Linked DNA regions of Sus scrofa: region 1 is linked to region 2. The links are chromatin contacts, called in public Hi-C maps. All regions are on one chromosome and are shown on one strand. The core of a region is the stretch at or near the end of the contact, and the rest is flanking DNA. Distances in the headings are between cores, read along the strand shown.

What was found. A called contact is a pair of places that touch in the nucleus more often than the background predicts.
Region 1: a Hi-C map of skeletal muscle shows a contact between it and region 2, with 2.3 times the contacts expected there. The contact joins two enhancer-like sites. A contact is called at or near these places in 7 of 47 Hi-C or Micro-C datasets (alveolar macrophages, brain, embryonic fibroblasts and 2 more) and 1 of 2 datasets of contacts at active chromatin or transcription factors (skeletal muscle).

The regions. Positions count from the first base shown.
Region 1 is chr17:54,983,898-54,990,948 of Sscrofa11.1, forward strand. The region is part of intron 3 of BCAS1 (breast carcinoma amplified sequence 1); the gene reads right to left. Among named protein-coding and RNA genes, the nearest start is that of BCAS1, 41 kb to the right of the region's middle. Within about 2 kb of position 3,509, at least 5 of the 83 cell types and tissues checked have an H3K27ac peak or open chromatin away from gene starts, as enhancers often do. A contact at or near this core is called in skeletal muscle, where this site is marked.
Region 2 is chr17:54,915,651-54,922,361 of Sscrofa11.1, forward strand. It overlaps BCAS1 (breast carcinoma amplified sequence 1), which reads right to left. Exons shown (of 11, transcript NM_001110175.1): 11 at 6,117-6,191. The coding sequence ends at 6,117. Among named protein-coding and RNA genes, the nearest start is that of BCAS1, 110 kb to the right of the region's middle. Within about 2 kb of position 4,006, at least 32 of the 83 cell types and tissues checked have an H3K27ac peak or open chromatin away from gene starts, as enhancers often do. A contact at or near this core is called in skeletal muscle, where this site is marked.

The DNA of each region.
Region 1 (7,051 bases), core at 2,259-4,758, 68 kb after region 2:
AAGGAGGCAAGAATATAAAATGGGAAAAAGACAGTCTTTTCAGCAAGGGGTGCTGGGGAAACTGGACACCCACATGTAAATCAATGAAACTGGAACACACCCTCATACCATGCACAAAAATAAACTCAAAATGGCTTCGAGACTTAAACATAAGATAAGACACCATCAAATGCCTAGAAGAGAACATAGGCAAAACATTCTCTGACATCAACCTTATAAATGTTTTCTCAGGTTAGACTCCCAAGGCAACAGAAATAAAAACAAAAATAAACCAATGGGACCTAATCAAACTGACAAGTTTTTGCAAAGCAAAGGAAACCATAAAAAAAAAGACAGCTTAGAGAATGGAGAAAATAGTTTCAAATGATGCAACTGACAAGGGTTTAATCTGTAAAATGCACAAACAACTTAAACAACTCAACAGCAAAAAAAAAAAAAAAAAAAAAAAAAAAAAACCAGCAACCCAATTTAAAAATGGGCAAAAGACCTGATTAGACATTTCTCCAAAGAAGATATACAGATGGCCAACAAGCCATTTGAAAAATGCTCAACATGAAAACATGCTCAACATCCCTGATTATTAGAGAAATGCAAATCAAACTACTATGAGGTACCACCTCACACCAGTCAAAATGACCATCATTAATAACTCCACAAACAACAAATGCTAGAGAGGGTGTGGAGAAAAGGGAACCCTCCTGCACTGTTGGTGGGAATGTAAATTGGTACAGCCACTATGGTATGGGGGTACCTTAGAAAACCATACATAGAACTACCATATGACCCAGCAATCCCACTCTTGGGCATATATCCAGACCAAACTTTCCCTGAAAAAGACACAGGCACCTGTATGTTCATTGCAGCACTATTCACAATAACCAAGACATGGAAACAACGTTGATGTCCATCAACAGATGAATGGATTAAGAAGATGTGGTTATATATACACAATGGAATACCATAAAAAGAACAAAATAGCAATTTGCAGCAACATGGATGGAGCTAGAGATTCTCACACTAAGTGAAGTAAGACAGAAAGAGAAAGACAAACACCATACGATATCGCTTATATCTGGAATCTAATATACAGCACAAATGAACCTTTCCACAGAAAAGAAATTCATGAACTTGGAGAACAGACTTGTGGTTGCCAAGGGGGAGGGGGAGGGAGTGGGATGGATTGGGAATTTGGGGTTCATAGATGCAAACTATTGCCTTTGAAATGGATAAGCAATGAGATCCTGCTGTATAGCACTGAGAACTATATCTAGTCACTTATGATAGAGCATGATAATGTGAGAAAAAAGAATGTATACATGTATGTGTGACTGGGTCACTCTGCTCTATAGTAGAAAATCGACAGAACACTGTAAATAAGCTATAATGGAAAAAATAAAAATCATTATTAAATAAAAAAAGTAAGAACCAACAAATCAAAAATAAAAATCCAGAAGTCACGAAAGATTGAAAGTCAAACCATCCAAATGTTTGAAAACATTCAGTAGGGAGGCTGGAGTGAGAAGTAGGCACCTGCACATGCTACTGGTTGCAGTGTAAATGACTTCAGTCTTGATGGTAGCCTGAAATGTTGGCATTACCAAATTAAAGGATATATTCTTTTACCCAGCAATTCCACTTTGAAGAGTTGATTCTAAACCTCAATTGACATAAGTGTGAAATAACAAATACGAGTTTACTCATTGCAATGAAGTCATAGCCAATGTCTGGAAATCAGCCAAATGTCATTAATCAGGTCTTGGTTAAATAAAGCATGGTACATCCATTTGATGGAAAACTATGCAAGTGTTATAAATGCAGAAGCTGTACAGATAGCTACAGTAAATACTGTTAACTGAAAAAAAAAAGTATGGAATAGAACAGAGTGTATATTATGTTACCATTTGCCGAAGAAAGAAGAAATGTGCATTTATGCTTGTCTTTTGCTCGTGTATGCTTAAAGAAAGCATAGAAAGATTCATTTCAAAATACAAACAGTGATTATTTATGGGCGTGGTGTTGGTAGATAAGTAACCATTTTATACGTTCTTATTTCGAGCCATGTGAACGTATTTCCTATTAAAATTTAAAATGAAGACAAAAATGTGGGCAAAACTTCCGAATTTTAAAAAACATCCAGAGGGTCAAACTCAACCCGGTTGGGAACGTGATCCAGCCCCCGGCTACGAGTTTGTGGCCGGTGCCTTCAACACTGGGTTGTTTGTAGGATCTTTGCCCTTAACTACAAATACATCTTTGCTATTCTCATCAGGCCTCCAGATCATTTTCAGCCAGCAGAAATTTTAGACAGAAACACAGATGTTCTCCAGGAAATATCTGGAAACTTTAAGCAAACAGGAGTCTGTGGTGTCAGCTTGCTTTTCATCTGTACGGAGGAAGAAAGCTCCACTTTTCCTTTCTGTTGGCTTCAAGGGGCAAACAGGCAGGAACACTAGTTAAGTGATCACAATTTGTCATGTCGAAAAAATTGTGCCACCTTACCATCATTTGATAATTTATAATAAAACCTGCATGGAATTTCTGGCACCTTCCTACCACTGTAAATTGTTGATTGGATTTTGTCCTCCTTGAAGCAGGGTCTACGTTGTCTAAGTAAAAACAGAAGCCAAGGCAGAAGGATCAAGGCTTTAAAAAAGCCTTGTCTGGAACCATGATGAATATCACCACACCCAGATGCCCCCGTCGATTGGACTTCACTGGTTTCATTTGGAATCTTCGTACCAAGAATCAGTGCCTAATGTGCAGCTTAACACTGGAAAATTTGTCTGAAAAAAAGGTGACTGCTACAGAAACCCATTCCTCCAGGCTTTTCCATCTGTTAGAAATTTGAGCCACATGCTGTCTGGGATAAAAGCAAGCACTCAGTTTCCTCTCCCACCTAGTTGCCCCAGCAGCGCCAAGGGCATCATTTGCTCAGCAACAATGGTCTCCAGACAAACATCAAGCCTTTACTTTTCCTCTTCTTCTAAAGAAACGGTCACCTGCATGCACCCATGGTCAGATTCAGAATGAAAAATGGGGTATGGTTAATTCCAAAAGGTAAAAATTTATCCTCCAGTTTTCCTAGACGGGAAGGCAAATTAATTAAACAAGCAGGAGAGAATCTAAGACGAAAAGTCCACTAAACATGTTTTGTGGGACTTGAACACTTCCAAAGCACTCTGGGATTTTTTTTTTTTTTTTCTTAACTTTTATTACAAAGCTCAGAGCCACCAAAGGGAGGTTCTATTCCCATAGCTAATTTTGTATTTTTATTTTTTCTCACTATTGCTGCCCAATTCACATCAATGGAGAAAAACGCATTCACATCTTGTAAGCCCATGACAAAAACAGGGAAAGAACTCAAGCAGCACAACTGTAAGAAACGCCAATTATGAAAGGACGTTGGAAATGGGCCATCCACGACAAAATTGCTCTTTCCAAAATACACACTAGCTATACGTGTTAAAAGTCAGTGTTAGAGCTGAACAAGAAATTGCCACGCAAGCTCTGTATTGCACAGTGCCAGAATTATCGCAAGTGAAAACCTCTTATTAGGGATTGTGGTTTCTAAAACAACCCAGGCAGCCGCAAGCTTTATAGCGCTATCTAGTGGAGAAATCTGGAAATTACTTCGTTGGTAGTATTTTCCTTTTACCTGGGCAGCACACCGTATTTGCCTCATTTATAAAAAAGAGACAATTTGGATAAGCAAAGAGTAAAAACATAAAACGCACTCATTATCCTATTATGGAAAAGAACTACCACTAACAATTTGCAGTTTTTCAATCCACACCCCTCTTTAGGGGGAAGAAGGAACATGAGTGGGCAGGCAAGGAAAACATGATTTTTACCCAAAAGGGATCTTTCTGTATACAGGTTTTCTGGTTGTTTTTTTTTTCCACATCCACCACACGAAGAAGTTCCCAGGCCAGGGATGGAATCCACACCATGGCCGTAACCAGAGTCAGAGCAGTGACAACACTGGATCCTTAATCCACAGAGCTACCAGGGAACTCCCTGTATACACCATTTTGAAACCCGCTTTTCTCATTTAACATTGTATTGCAACTGTCCCCACATGTCAATAATTCTGTTTCCTTATTTATGATGGAGAATATAGAAATCAGAATCAGTACCAAAATCCTCCAAGTGGATCTTTCAGACCTTCCCAACTTTTCTCTTACAGACATTGCTGGGCTTTAAAAAAAAAAAAAAACAAATTATAGAGAAAATGTTGCTCATTTTCTCAATAAATTCCTAGATGTCAAATTGCTCAAATTACTTGCTTGAAGACTTTGAATGTGTGTACTGCCAAAGTGCCACAGGAGAAATAAACTTCCTAGTGATTCAGGTAGTTGATTAAGAAATTATCAGGCACTTCAGAGGGCAGTAAAAATAACATCAAATATAGACAGGAGAAATCTAGATTTTCACTGTCCTCTGGCATCTTTTCTAAGAGGGGAAATCTGCAGGACTCAGGGCTAAAAATACTCCACTCTTTTAGGGAAGAGAGAGGCAACATCTTTCAACCTATAGCTGCTTATGCTAATTGACTCAAGCTAGGTTGGACCAATAATCCAGCATGATGCTCTTTATTATAAATCATAAGTTCCCCACCTATTTCAATACTCTGTAGACATAACCTCAGGGCATTAAAAACTCCTTTCCTATCTTGGCAGCAGAAGTGTAACGTAGCACCTTTATACGGTACAGCCTGATTAACCCATGATATTGACTGATGCAGAGATGTTATCTTTACAAGATTAAATAAACCAGTTGTTCATTGGAGTCATACAGGGAGGGTGGTAAGAAATCTATCAGAGAAAGCAATTCACACCTTCTTCCTATAAATAAAGGTTTTCCATTTTCTCTCTCAGCAACTCCTCCACTTGAGGGGTAAGTGAATTTGTCAACTTGATTTCCAGTGGCAAGTGCAATGTGGGGAGAGAATTAAGCAATAAAATGTTCTTTTCTTGCTTCTTTTTTTGGCAGCAGTAATTACTTTGGGGATATTCCTGAGGGCACAAGAGTTGGCACCTTCTTAAATAAAGTTCACTACATATGATATAAAACAGAAAAACACATTTGCTGTGGGCAAGGAGTGGGTCCCAGGTCACACAGGACAAAAAAAGGAATCTATTTGTGATAGATTCTTCTGTCCTATGATTAGTTCCAACATGTACAACCTCCAGACTGATAATGACATGTTACATTTATTAGAGGAAAAAATATCCAACCTAAACAAACAAACAAACAAAAACCAAAAACCTACTTCAAAATACAAAAGCAAATAACCCATAGCCTAGAACAAGTTTGTCATCTGTTTAACAAACACTTCCCAACAGTGAGAAAACTGTTTTGAATGCTGCCAAAATTAGGTTGCAGATTTTCTAAGAATCCTTTGGCCTTGTGCAGAAAAAGAAAAAAGCCACATGCTTTCCCCTGAATTGTTAGATGAGCCCAAACTCCTTTCTGACCCTACCCTCTATCCAATCCTCATTATCACCCTCCTCTCTCCTCTCCTTTCCATCTCTGAACTTTGTTTATTTCACTTGTAGCCCTTTTTATACCCTGGAACTATTTGCTTTTTTATTTATTTTCTGGTTTATTGCTGCTGTCTCCATAGAATGAAAGTACATCACGTACTTTCCATGATGGGACCTGTGAGGTACATCATTGTAGCCATCCTACAATCATTCCTGGCCCAAAGAAAGCATTCAGATGTTTGTTGAATGAATAAATAAAAGCATGGACGCCTCCTATTCATTGTTCAACACTTGGCATCAAATTGGACTCTCAGGCTAGATTTACAGTGTATTAACCACATGGTCACCTAAACTACTTCAAACTGTCTTACATGTTATGAAGGATGAAAAGTGGTTTCTGATAGAAATTTTTATTTTACTGTCAACTCTGCCGCAAGAAAATAACAAGGCAAGTGTTATAATGAAGGACAACTCACATGCTGTACTATTGGAAACAATAAGGAGGGGTGGGGACTTGGGTAAACTGGGGAGCGAAAGCCCCACCTCGAGGGCAGTCACAGCTCACTCCCAGCTGGGAATACAGGGTGAAATTTCCCATGTTTTCAGAAATGTTTGAAACATGGGATTCTACTGAAATCTCCTAATTAAAAAATACTGTCAAATGTGTCAATTTCAAAACGTTATCAGTTAATTCAAATATTATTTAAAACACTGTGCAGGTCAAATAAAACCTGTCGGTGGCCTTCTGCATCTTACAAAATGCCATGGTCCAATTTTGGTTTACATGCCCAGCTTGGCATTTCCTAGAAGAACAATTCCTTGGAAGATACACCCAATTGGTTAGATGGCTGATAGTTGTGTGAATAAATAAGTCTGAGAAACAGGACTTCTCAGAGCCTTTAATGACCACCGTGAATCTTTAGGAGAGCGTATAAAGCAAGCACTATTTTCCAAAGCTTTTGATGGTGAAGCCCTGTTACAAGGATGATCTTCTTGTTCTGATGAGTCCACAGAACATCAGTTTGGGAAATTTAAACTTCTAGCTTCAGGAATTTTAAAAAGATATGTTTCAAAAGGCACTGAGTGTTCCCTCTTTTTTGAATTCATAGGCTCAGTGGCTAAGTGTGTAGGCAATAAATACCAGCTCGGCTACTTTCTCCCCAGGTGATCTCAGGCAAATTACTTCATCTCTCTGTGGGTTAGTAAACACTCAATAAATCAGGGCTATTATTATCATCTTGGAAGGAGAGAATCAGAGTGGATGTCACCAAAGGGAAATAAACCCAAAATATATTTTGCAAATTCATTGCAAAACACAATTCACTTGATATTCAACCATGATGTTTAACACTATGATATGTTAAAGACTGAAAAATACCAAATAAATAGTAGAGATACATGGTTGTACGTAGTTTATCTAAGTGAAGGCATCTATAGTGTATATATTTTTTAAGATCATTTTTTTAAAGTTGCATCAGGCAGAGCTGATAATGAAATTGCAACGATATATTCTAACATTCTTTGAAAAATTGTAACATGAAGTGTACCATCTTTATTCTTGTTAG
Region 2 (6,711 bases), core at 2,756-5,255:
TCTGTAAAGTGGGCAGTAAACAAGGAATTCGTGTGAAGCACAATTCCTGGCCTAAAGTCCAGTGTGAGCTGCTATTTCTTTGCATCTTCCAGATTGGTCTTTTTTAGTTGACACTCAGTGAAGGAACAGTTCAACCTAGATGACTGGTTTTCATTTTTTTCTGCATCAGAGCCACCTGGAGGGCTTGCTAAAACACACATAGCTGGGCTTCACCCCTGGCATTTTTGACCCCTAGGCCTGGAGTGGGGCTTAAGATTTTGTGTTTCTAATTGGTCTTCAGGTGATGCTGATGCTGATTGTGGTGGGACCATACTCGGAAGACCACTGGGCTGGGCACATGAGAAGGGAAGACGTCCGATTAGCGTGATCACCCATTTGGAGCTGAAGTAAACTCATGCTAGAGTGTAAGGCAACCCACTTCCCAATGGGTGAGGCCCTAGGATATTTATCTATCAATGTGTCCATTCACTAGCTATTGACTGAGTGTCTACTATGCCGAGGCATTGTGCTAGACATTAACAATAGAGCAGTGACAAAGTCCCTGCTGTTGATGAGATGAGCTCACGGTCTAATGGCCCTGGGGTGGGGAGGGCAGGCATAACTGCTCAGGTCCCATCTGTTTGAATCCAAGGGGTGTGGTTGCTTTGGGGAATGGCTAACTTTAAAAATACTGGTATTGGAGTTCCCACCCTGGTACAGTGGGTTAAGAATCCAACTCCAGTGGCTTGGGTCGCTGCGGAGGCTGGGGTTCCATCCTGGCCAGGCACAGTGGTTTAAAAGGATCCAGCATTGCCACAGCTGCAGCATAGGTGGCAGCTGTGGCTCAGATTCAATTTCTGGCCTGGGAAACTCCATTTGCTGTGGGTGCAGCCATAAAATGTAAAAAAACCCTGGTATTAATGATTGCTTTACTGTTTAGTGCATCATCGTAGGTGCCTTCTCAAGATCAATTTCACCAAAATGACAAATCAAAAGCAATGGCGGTACTCCTGTAATTCCCCGGCCTGGCACTGCCACCATCAGTTGGCCGTGGTTTTAGGATGAGGTCAGTTCATGGGACATAGCAGAGCAGAGTCCCCGGAATCAGAGCCAGGCTGTGACAAAACACCTGTTACACGAAATGATAAATATCTGTGCTGTTGTTATAATTATCATTAGCCAGTCTGAGTAGGAGTTTTCAGGGACTTGGTGCTCAAATTTCGTATAGCCCTCATATACTGTTGGCTACACACCAGCCGCTGTATTGAAGGGTTGGCATGCTCCATCTTACGCCACACACACAGCAACTCTGCAAAGCAGGAGGATTAAGAGGCGCAACTTGTGTCCTCCTGTTTCAGGTAGAAACTGACAGGAGAAATCACTCGGCCTCTCCTTTAGTTGGCTGTGGCGACTGGAGAGGGAAGGCTGCTTTGTGGGGCATGATGGGCTGGTGAGGGGGACTTACATCCTTGGCCATGACACCAACTTAAACGGTTTGCAATCACACTATCCTTCCTTAAGCTTCTTCCAAGACTGAGCTGATAAGAATGGAAAAACCAACGTACCAACCCGCCTTATCTTTGTCTGGGCGGACTGGGCAGTTGACTCACCGGGTTTGGCCCTCTGATTCTAGCTCTCTTCATAAAACTTGACGGCTTTCTAGACGTTCGTCCACGGACACCTTCTTAAGAGTTGCTTCAGCCCGCCCTCCTGGTTAGGCAGTCAGTCAGGGACCAGGAGCCAGGCTAGATGGAGACTGTGGGACCCTAGGTCCTAGATCGCCCCCCTGTGGCCAGATTTAAATGCAAAGTCCCTCGAGGAGAACAAGTCACGTGACCAGTGAGCACCCTTTGCCCGAAACACAGCTGGGGGCCATTTTGTCTCCCCTGCGCCTTTGGGGGGGGGGAGGCCCTACAGGTGCACACCTGCCCCCTCATAATTCAATGTAAAAAAGGAGGCAATTAAGTTCAGTTAGGGGCAGACAGCTGTAAATTAGGTCGTGTATTCAAAAAGCATTCTACAAACTGTGCAGTGTGGTAATATGTCATCATCATCGTTATTATTATCCTTATCTCTATGAATTCGCATGGGTTGCTACCCATTCACGGGCTGGTTAAAGGCCCAGGGGATGGAGAGCCTCCCATGAGCAGCTTTCTGGGGGAGGGAGGCAGAGGCGAACGAGTTAAACGCACCAGAAAACCAATTTATGCAAAGGGCTGGATTCTGACCGGCATTCCTGCCCGTGCTAAAGATCTGAATTACAAATTTAACCAAATTTGCTGCTCTCTAAGTAATTTCTTTTCTTCCTAATGGAGCCCGTAATTTTCCAGTGGGCTGGGGCTACTTTATTTCCAGGGATAGAGGGAACGCGCTCTAGACCACAGAGGAGTTGATGCCGCTCCCCGTGCAAAGTGCCTTTTTAAAAGGCTGCTTCAGAAGGAGCACGGGGAGGATGGTTAAAAGCTGCTAAGAATCCTCTTGTATTTCTGCAAACACGTGCCCTGCGTTTGCAGCTTGGCTGAGTGAATAATGGAAACCATTTTCCTTTCCTTCTCTTGAAGGGAGGGAGGCCGGCTGTGGTTATTTTGTAAGGCTTAAGATCAATTTGGGACTATCCGGCAGAAGAAATGATACCTGTTAAGTCTGCTCCCTTCCAGGCAGCTGGCAAAGGAGCCAGCTGGACACAGGTTCTAGCCCCTTCGAATCTAATTTAATGGGACCCCAGGGCATCTGTTTGCAAACAAACAACCATTCAACTGAAGGGTCTGTGTGTGTGTGTGTGTGTTTAAATCATGGGTAATTGGTTTAAAAGGCAGGGGGCTACACAAAACCACCCAAACTTCACTTTTTTCTCTTTTCCTTCCCCCTTGGGCCTTTCTTTGGGTACTAAGGATCCCCCTTCCCCCAGAAGATGAAGCCTGGGGGACCTCGGGGGCTGCTGAGAACAACCACGGTGCTTCTGAATGAATTCTTCTATTGGGTATCCGTCAAAAGGTCACCGTTAGCTGGAACTGGAAAGCGGAATTTGAGGGTTTTTTTCCCCCCTCCTCCGATGGCAGCTGTTTCAGCTCAAAAGCCCAGTTCTTGGAAAGGCCACTTCTTCTTGACACTGGAGAAGACACGCTTCCCTGTGCACCTAAAAATAAATCCGTAAATAACGTCATGAGGATGGCCGTTCTTGCAAAGCACCTCTGCCCCCTGCTCTCGGTCTTAATCTCCCCTTCAGCTTCAGCGTGTTCTCCGCATCTTACTGTGGGAGCTCTTGCTGTCCACATGGCAGTCCTGACTCTGCATTTTGAGGAACTTCAGTCCTGAACTCATTTGGGGAGCGCCTGTCCCCCTTTTCACACTAGTTCAGCGGGAGGCATGGACATCAGTATTTTTTTTTTTTTTTTTGTAAATGCATCAGGTCTGGACTCTTGATGCAAAAAACAAACCCCACAAAACTCAAAAATGGAGTTTAATCTGCTTCTTAGGCTACAATTGGCTTTAGAACTCCGCTCCCTCCCAAGCCTTTTTTTTTTTTTTTTTTTTCAGTCCTCTCTGGCTTAAATTTTCTTGTCTTAAAAAAAACCCAAGCAATTGTATTAAAAGAGCATTCTCTTTTTTTGGCCAGGAGGATAGGAAACCAGTTACAGAAACTGCTGGCTTGCTTTGCAACAAGATTCTCAGCAGAGAACTTCTTTTTAAAAGTTAAAAAAAGTTTTTCCGGGGTGGGAGGGAGTGGGAGGGCTCCTGAATTGGTGACTAAGTCCCTCCTGGGGACATTTCTCATCAGGGCAAAAACCACCCCCCGTGTCCAGTGAGGTGAAACTTGCCAATAATACTGTCACCCTTCTCAAAGGACTGGTATGGCCCGGGGCTCAAAGGTCATACCAGGCACCCCCCCTGGTGTTTAGAGACAAAGCAGTAACCAGCTGCCTGTTTGCCTTGAATCATCCCAAGCTCTCTGAGGGCAAAGGTGGAGGGAACGTCACCCCCCATCCAGGGCTTCCCCAAAGGGCTTCTTCCTGCTTTGAGCCAAGTTAAGCATTCAGACATGAAGCAGCATGAGGTCATTCTCAGCTGGGTGAGTCACAGACACTGAGGACTCTCCAGGTTCAGGCAGGAGGACCCATAAAGCTAAGCCAGGTGCGAGGAAAAGACCTCTGGTCTTTATTTGAAGCTGAGCATCAGCCAGTCCACGCTGGGAGCTGGTGGGTCCCGGGAGCAGAGAGCCTCCCCTCCCCAATCTGTTTTTAGAAAGAGATCATTTTTGTCCTGAACGTATTTTCCAAAGGCCTTTTTGCCTAAGCCATGGTGTGAGTGACCTAGGGTACCGATTTGTCAGTGTCATTTCTCCTCAGTGCGTGATGGACTGCACACGTGATGGATTCATCTGAGCCAGTGTGCGTGTGTGGGTCTGTGCCAGTTACACATGTCTATTTGTATGTGTATGACTAGCAGCGTGTGCCTGCATCTCCCTACTCCTGTATGGAGGTAAATATACAAGGATGAATATGTGCCTATGTGGGCATAAACGCATGTCTGGGTCTCTATGTGTGTGTCTGGAGTGGACCCTGCTGAGTGCCTCATCTTCCAGCTGCTAAGGGATCCCAGCTTCTCAGCTCAATGGGAGCAGCTGGCCTGTCCCTCCACCTCCCAGGGCGGCCCAGGAATCACCCACAAGCGTCCAAAGCCAGCCAGCTCGCCTGTAGGTAGAACAGCGTTATGGCGCAATTCATGCCCCTGGGAGATCGGGATGAAATTCCAGCTGAGACCAATCCCTGCCCTGTCCTTTTTGTCCCCCTTTCCCCAGGACCCCTCCTTCAGCCCATCAGGTGCATCTGAATGCCTGTCTCAGGCTCTGCTCTAGGCAGCATCACCATGACAGTATTTACACACGTGTGCGCTTGTGTATGAAAATACACACGTGAACCCACTGCTGTGTGCATGTGCCCACGGACAAGGATACCTGGGAGCATCTGGGAGAGAAGACACGATGGAGGAAGAGCATTGAGTTTATGCTGTGGAAGCAAAAGGCATCTCGGACATGGAGTACGAGAGACCTGCTTTAAAAGGTGAAAATTAAAAGATCCTTTAGATATAAATGTATTTTTTTTTATTAAATCAGAAAAAGGTACAGTATACATGATATCAGTCCATCATCTGGCTACTCTGAATTACATTTTAATAGACTCGTGGTCCTATTTACTCCTCTGCACACGTATTAAAAAAAACTCAGGTATTTGAATAATCTGTAAATTTTTATTATTAACTGGGGTTAGGGGGAGGGTTTTATCAGAGCACATCCTGAGAACATTAGGAAATTACAGACAGACTTGAGATAAGTGTCAGACAGAACAGATGAAGCAAGCCCCTCAGCCATCTGAGAAACATTAATAATGTAAGATTGCAGAGACCAAATCTTTGTTAGGGATACAGGATGCAGGATTAAAACGGAGACCTTGGCGCCCCCTAGTGTTGCAAAATAAATCTGCAACTTCATTTATTTTGTTTTGTTTTGTTTTTCAAGTTGGAATCCTCGCCTTGGTCACTGAGCCTCAAAAAGCAATTGTTTTCCCAAATCATTTCAAGCCCTCTCCAGTCAATCTTTTCCCTCTTGTCAATAACGTTCAAGGATCCTATTTGAAAAACAATTCTTATTCATTCTTTTTTCATTCCCCACACATTCCATTCCAGAAAATTGGCCACCTCCCAACACAGAGCCCACAACAACGTTCTCCCTCCTTGAAACGTGAACTTACTTCTCTCCTCAAGCTTAAAGGATGAGCATGTATTTACTACCAAGCTTCATTCCTTCCAGCAGGCATTGTTCCTTCTGTAACTGACTTGTCACTGTCATTTTTCATGACCTAACCAGAATGCAGCCCTCCACCCCTCTCCCACCCTGCTTGGCACCCATCAACCCTTCTGACCTGGCTAGTTAACCTGCTAAACCATCTTTACAACTATTTACCAGGAAAGACTGGACCAGAGACGTAAATAATACACCTCAATATACAACAGCTCAGACCTAATGTGTAGGCAGAATTTCATATGATGGCCATCAGAAGAAAAGATATGTACACGGAGTGGATTTGGGGAGTAGGAAGAAGACATCTTGGTGGCAGAACTTGGGAACCAAGGTGATTTGTTTACTTGGATTTGCCAACTGGTCCGATGGATACGGGGTCAGTTTGCACTTGAGCATCCAACATCCGCTTTGGTCCCTGGAGAAACATATAAAAGGAGTTGCATCTTTGTGAAGATCTGTAATAGCAATAGCAACAATTGCCACTTATTTATTAGCACTTACTCGGGGCCAGGTGCTGGGCTAAGTAAATATCCCTTGTTCCTGGGTGGTGGATGAGAGAATGGACTCCAACCAGATGCCCACGTTCAATGTCCAGGTAGCTTACCTTCTAGCTTTGTGAAATCTTGGATAAATGACTGATTCTTTGTGCTTCAGTTTCTTCATCTTTAGAATGGAGGTGATAAAACTGACCTCAGAGGGTTGTTCCAAGGTAAAGTGAGTTCTTACTTGGGATGCGCTTAGAATGGTACCTGGACTGTCGAAAACCGTCCAGTTTTAGCTCATTTCAGTCACCATCTCTAATCACGTTCTCATCACACTGCCCTGTTTAATCTTCCTACAAATCATATCACTCGCCGACATGACCTTTTTATCTATGTCTGACTAACATCCGTCTCCACCAGAACGAAAGCTCCGTGGATTCTGTCTGCTGTATT